Regions from separate parts of the Hordeum vulgare genome. Here region 1 is linked to region 2. The links are chromatin contacts, called in public Hi-C maps. All regions are on one chromosome and are shown on one strand. The core of a region is the stretch at or near the end of the contact, and the rest is flanking DNA. Distances in the headings are between cores, read along the strand shown.

Evidence for each region. A called contact is a pair of places that touch in the nucleus more often than the background predicts.
Region 1: a contact with region 2 is called in a Hi-C map of seedling, with 2.1 times the contacts expected there. The contact joins the promoter of LOC123443561 here to the enhancer-like site in region 2. A contact is called at or near these places in 1 of 6 Hi-C or Micro-C datasets (seedling) and 1 of 1 datasets of contacts at active chromatin or transcription factors (embryo).

Annotation. Positions count from the first base shown.
Region 1 is chr3H:222,613,227-222,616,106 of MorexV3_pseudomolecules_assembly, reverse strand. LOC123443561 reads left to right here and starts at 1,576. Exons shown (of 3, transcript XM_045119982.1): 1 at 1,576-2,155; 2 at 2,392-2,445. The coding sequence starts at 1,658.
Region 2 is chr3H:222,035,324-222,038,023 of MorexV3_pseudomolecules_assembly, reverse strand. No RefSeq gene overlaps it. Among protein-coding and RNA genes, the nearest start is that of LOC123443559, 110 kb to the right of the region's middle. Within about 2 kb of position 1,448, at least 3 of the 3 cell types and tissues checked have open chromatin away from gene starts, as enhancers often do. A contact at or near this core is called in seedling, where this site is marked.

The DNA of each region.
Region 1 (2,880 bases), core at 327-2,826, 580 kb before region 2:
TACACCAGCCAAAATTGGACCGACCAAGATTCCTATATCATTCTCATCGAGACGCCAAAAGTTGCCACATTTTCACTAGTCGGGTGCAACCAAGTTTTTACTTCGGTTACACCTAGTTGGGCAATGATGTTGTAACGGTTGGATTTTTGGACATGATTATATATACCCCTCCACCAACCTCTATTCATAGAGGAAGCACTCAGAATGAACCAACACTTGCCCCATCAATTTTTCCGAGAGAGAGCCACCTACTCATGTATTGAGATCAAGATATTCCATTCCTGTCATATGGATCTTGATTTCCACCCAACCGATCACTTCTACCAAAGCCAAATCTGTGAGAGAGTGATTGAGTGTTGAGGAGACTATGTTTTGAAGCACAAGAGCGAGGAGTTCATCATACTACCACATCTATTACCTTTTGGAAAGTGGTGTCTCCTGGATTGGTTAGGAGTCGCTTGGGAGCCTCCGACTTGGTGTGGAGTTGAACCAAGAAGTTTGTAATGGTAAGGAGATCGCCTACTTCATGAATATCTACCCCGACTGAGGCTAGTCCTTCGTGGACGTAAGACATGGTGGTATAGAACATGTTGCTTCTTCGTGGACCCTTCATGGGTTGAGCCCTCCATGGACTGTCACGGATGTTAGCCTCCGTGGGTTGAAGTATCCATCAACGTGGACGTACGATAGCACCACCTATCAGAACCACGCCAAAAATCTCCGTGTCAATCTTTGCGTTTGATCTTCCTATCCATACTCCCTACTTACATTTTCATGAATTCACTTTTCGCTGCTATACTCTTAGACTTTCAAGTGTAGAGTGTGATTGACTTCCTACAATTGTTAAAGCTTGCCCAGAACTAAAATTGGTAGAAAACTCAGTTATTATTGGATCAAGTAGTCTAATAACCCCCTATAAACATTCTTCGGATCCTACAAATGGTATCCGAGCTTTGTTCTCCATTGCATTGGTTTCACAACCTACAAGAGTATGGAATCTAGTGAAGGAAATTACCACCATAGAGGTCCATATTTTGATGGTACAAACTTTGCTAGTTGGAAGCATAAAATGAAAATTCATATTCTTGATCATAACCCCGCCATTTGGGTTGTTGTTTGTGTTGGATTGCAAGGTGAATTCTTTGGTGATGGAAGGAAACCGGATCGTGAGGCATGCGACCGCGGAAGAATTAAAGATGTTGCAATACAATGTTGAGGCATGCGGCATTCTTTTCAACTGCCTATGCCTCGAAGAATTCAACACGATCAGTCGTCTTGAGAATGCATAGAAAATTTGGGATACTTTGGTTGATATGCATGAAGGTATCGAATCAGTGAGGTAATCTGTTGGATGTGCTTCAAAGCCAACTTGACACGTTCAAGATGAATGATGATGAAGGAGTGATATGTACTCTAGGCTTGCTGTCATCACAAATGAGATTACCGATTTAGAAAGCAAAAAAATGACCGAGAAATTCATAATCAAGAAAATCCTAAGATCCTCGGATGAAAACTACGACACAGTGTGCACATTGAATAAAATGATGCCAAACTATACCCCGTGCCGTCACCCAGCCTTCTACCGTCGCGCCACCACCCTCCCCTGCACCACCACCTCTGCCGTGTCGCCGCCACCTATCCCGCACCACCAATTCCGATGGGCCACCATGCCAACACCAACCCCGTGCCTCCGCACCACCGCACCACCGCCTCACCCATAACGCCATGCCACCACCTACCCGATGCCGCCGCGCCACTTTTCCCACCGATCTGGCGCACATGTTCCTCCCCCCTGCTTCGGTCTACCAACTCCTCCTCCCTGCGTTACCGCTACACCACCGGTCCCCAGCTGCTGCTGGTCGCCGCTGTCAGAGGAGGCCAACGGCAGGGGGGCGACCTCCCCCTTCCCTTCTCGGTGGATCCGTCGGCCATGGCCTTCGGCAACTCCTGTACGCATCGCCCTTACCTTTTCCTCCCCCATACTACGGGACCCGCAAGAAGCCTCGTCTCTTCCTCCTCCACGACCCGATCTCCTCCTAGGTTTTGCTCTCCACCACCGCGGAACGAGCCGGAAATAGCGGCACGACACCTCAGATCCGGCTTCCCCCTCCTCCAAGCCTGCCTCGTGGCCACCGAATCAGCGGCCATCGACGAGGTATCGATCCCCTTCCCCGCCCCCACTTTTTTTTTGCCTTGAACCGAAGATTCCATTTCCCCCAGATCTCGGTAGCCCGCCTATCCCTTTATCTGATCTACGTTCTCCTCGTGTTCCTAACATCCTTGGATGGTCTCCCTTCCCGGGAATTTTAATCTGTCGTCCCATCGAATCGATTTCTATGTGACTTTTCTTCTGGTTAATTCGTGGGATTTGACGTGCTAGTTCAGAAGCAGGTATCAAGGGGGCTTGTGATGCAGGAGGATAAGCCCGCAGAGAACAAGATCAAGGTAACTCTAGATCAAGCATTTGGTTGGATTATTTTCATTGTCGTTGAGTTGCAGTTTGCGGATGTACTAGTTTAGGACGACAAAATTTCTATATGTGTTTGTTGTGAGTGGTGCGGATTACTTTGACGGTCCAGTCAACTTATCAAAGGATATATGAATCATGCAACTGTTTATGTTTGCCTGCCTGTCTGCCTGCACAAATACATAAACATTGTTTTTGTTGGGATGCATTTGTGATATGTCATTATGGCCAAAATGCCCTGATTTTGAGAAACATATCCTTTACTTATTTTAAACTACTTCATATTCTATTGGAGTGTGACCTTACTTGTTGCCATCACATACTGCAATGATCACTCAAATTAGTTTACTCAGCAAAGACAGATTGTTCATGTTGCATTTTTTAGTGGATCGGTTGCAGCACGAGAAGGTTCA
Region 2 (2,700 bases), core at 199-2,698:
TCTAGGGTTTGCGTCCTTAAATAGCTAGGTGAGTATGGATAGGGTTATCTGGACACTTCAATCTCGATCTGGTGCTCTCGAAAAAACAGTCTTGGAAGTCCAATCGTAAAACCTATGATGGTTTGGGGTATTACGGGATTGATCCGGACCAAACAGTCATGACCGTATGTTTCGGGTTCCGGAAGGTTTTCGTGCTAGGTTGCGCGTAGGTTGGTGCACTCTTCAGAAGAGCTAGGCATAAAAGAAAGGGAAAATGGGCAGTCTGACATCAGATTTAGCTTATGAAAAATGTTTTTTAACTTATCCGACTATACTGCCGCTATAAATTTGACAGTTTGGATATCAAACGGTCTCCGATTGCGATGAATTTTGGTACGCAGTCAACCTACAACAAAATAATACCGCAAGTCAACTTTTAACCCAATCCAAAAAAGTTTTATACACACTTTTAAAAAATATATTTTAATAATGTCGTGCCGTGAATATATTTTAATAATGTCGTGCCGCGATGCCTCGGGCTCCTCCCCTCCACCTCGCCCACTCGCTTGACTCCTCCCCTTGGACGCTTCCTCCACCTTGCTCTCCCCTTGCCAGATCCGCCCGCTCCCGAAGAACGCCACCGCCGCCATGGCCATGCCTTAGCTGCGTCCACCGTCGACCATGAGTGTCGAGGTCGTGTCTACGAGGTACGGCATCGTCCGCTACCTCATGGGCGCTAATGAATCAGCGCAGGGAGGCCACCACCTCTTCTCCCGCATAAATGTTCCCCATCACGGCCACCGCGACCTCACCTCCATTCCGGCCACCTCGTGCCTCCCGAGCCCACCCTTGCACACCTGCAGGACTACGGTGAGCCCACGGTCTCCTCCTCCCCCCCTCGCTCGCTAGCTCGATCCCGTGCTTGTAGCTCACCCACCCCCTCACCCGTCGTGCCCGAGCTCGTCGCCGCGGTGGTGCTCGCCGCCGTGACCACGGCTCGCGGAGCTCGTAGCCGGCCACCCTGTCATGCTCAGCACCTCCACCCGCACCCAATGCATGCACTCGCTACTCCTTCCGCTCCCCCTACCACCGTCCACGACAGGCCAGTGATTTGGTCGCCACCGCGAGCTCATCGTCTCCCGCCTGCTGCCGACTGCAGCAATGGATGCACGCGAGCACCAGTTTCCCATAGAACTGCTCCGCACATCGAACTGTGACCCGAAGCTCTGTCTCCGATGAGACGCGAACATGGCCGCCGCCTCTACTCAGCGCTGGCGCCGCCTCCGGCGGCCTCAACTCCTCCTAGTGGTCCCCCTCGACGTGTCGGTCTCTCCCCGATTGAACGAGCCACTTCGTGCGCCAAATGACTGTCGGAGGGTGAAACCTGCGGCCTCCCATGGCCCGCCACCATCGATTAGGTTGTCGGGGCCTGAACGCCGGCCGCGCGCCAACGTGGCCTTCCCGGGGCCATGCCCACGTCCACTCACCAGTGGGTCGAGTGGGTCCGTTGACTGGGTTGACAGAGTCAATGCTGTTGACTAGGCAGCCTAGTGCCGCTCACAAATGGGGCCCACCCCATTTATTTAAATAAAACGTTTTAAAATTTCTTAATTAACCTAATTACACACTAACGAGTGGGACCTTGTTAGATAATTAGCAAATTTTATTTAACTCTAAACTTTGTTAGCCTCGCTGTCTATGACATGTGGGACCCACCCGTTAATTTGACCAGTCAACAGGACTATTGATGTTAGCATGACATCATGTTGTTGCCATAATTAAATTTTTAATTAAAATAATTGTATTTAATTTCAAAATAACAATAAAACTTAAAAAAATATAAAATAATCCGCAAGCGAGATGAAGATATTTTGTCCGTTCGTCTCTCATGTGCCCCTAGCATAGACATGTATAGGTTCGCGAGAGCGGCGCAAGTACACTGCATATAATGTTATCCGCGCGTGTAGGACGAACACAGTGCGTTAGACTGATAGGTCCGATCACACAGTCGGCAGAGACTGGAGGTGGGTAGTTGCAACACATGCTGATGCTGGCGCGGAAGCGATCAATTAATTAGGTGTGACCCACCTCCAGTATATATAGGAATCCGTCGCGGACTCAACTCTTGGGCCTCCCACGGATCCTAAAACCCATGTGTTCCTTCCCTTAAGCACGAGACTCATTAGGTTCTTGTTCACTTGGTCGCAAGTCAGATCAAATCTGACTCGGTTAGTCGGCAGTGGCCCCTAGCAAAGCACGGTCACTCCAAGTGTCCGATGAATCTGGTTAGGCAAACCTGCACTTCACACTTTTGTTCTCTTTGCCACACGATAAATGTTGTCGTGGTGAAGGTGACATAGTCATCATTGTTGCAACACGACCTCTTTCTCGTTTCGGAGAATCCGTCCGACACTTCGGATTATCTCATAATCCACATCGCATGGCCATGCTTATCCTGGTTGGATCACCCGAGGGGCCCAGAGTATATCTCTCCTGATCGGAGGGGCAAAATCTAATCTTGCTCGTCCATGTCTCGCAGCATGGGTCTAGACAAGCCCGAAAGCTACCTTTATAACTAACCAGTCATGGAGTAGCGTTTCATCGGCCAAAGCAGATTTGTCACCATCCTGAGTACACGCGCCAGCTCAGGTCTTAGGACATAGAACATGTGTTGTACTAGAGACTCGCAAATGACTTATCAATGCATATCGTAGTTGGGTC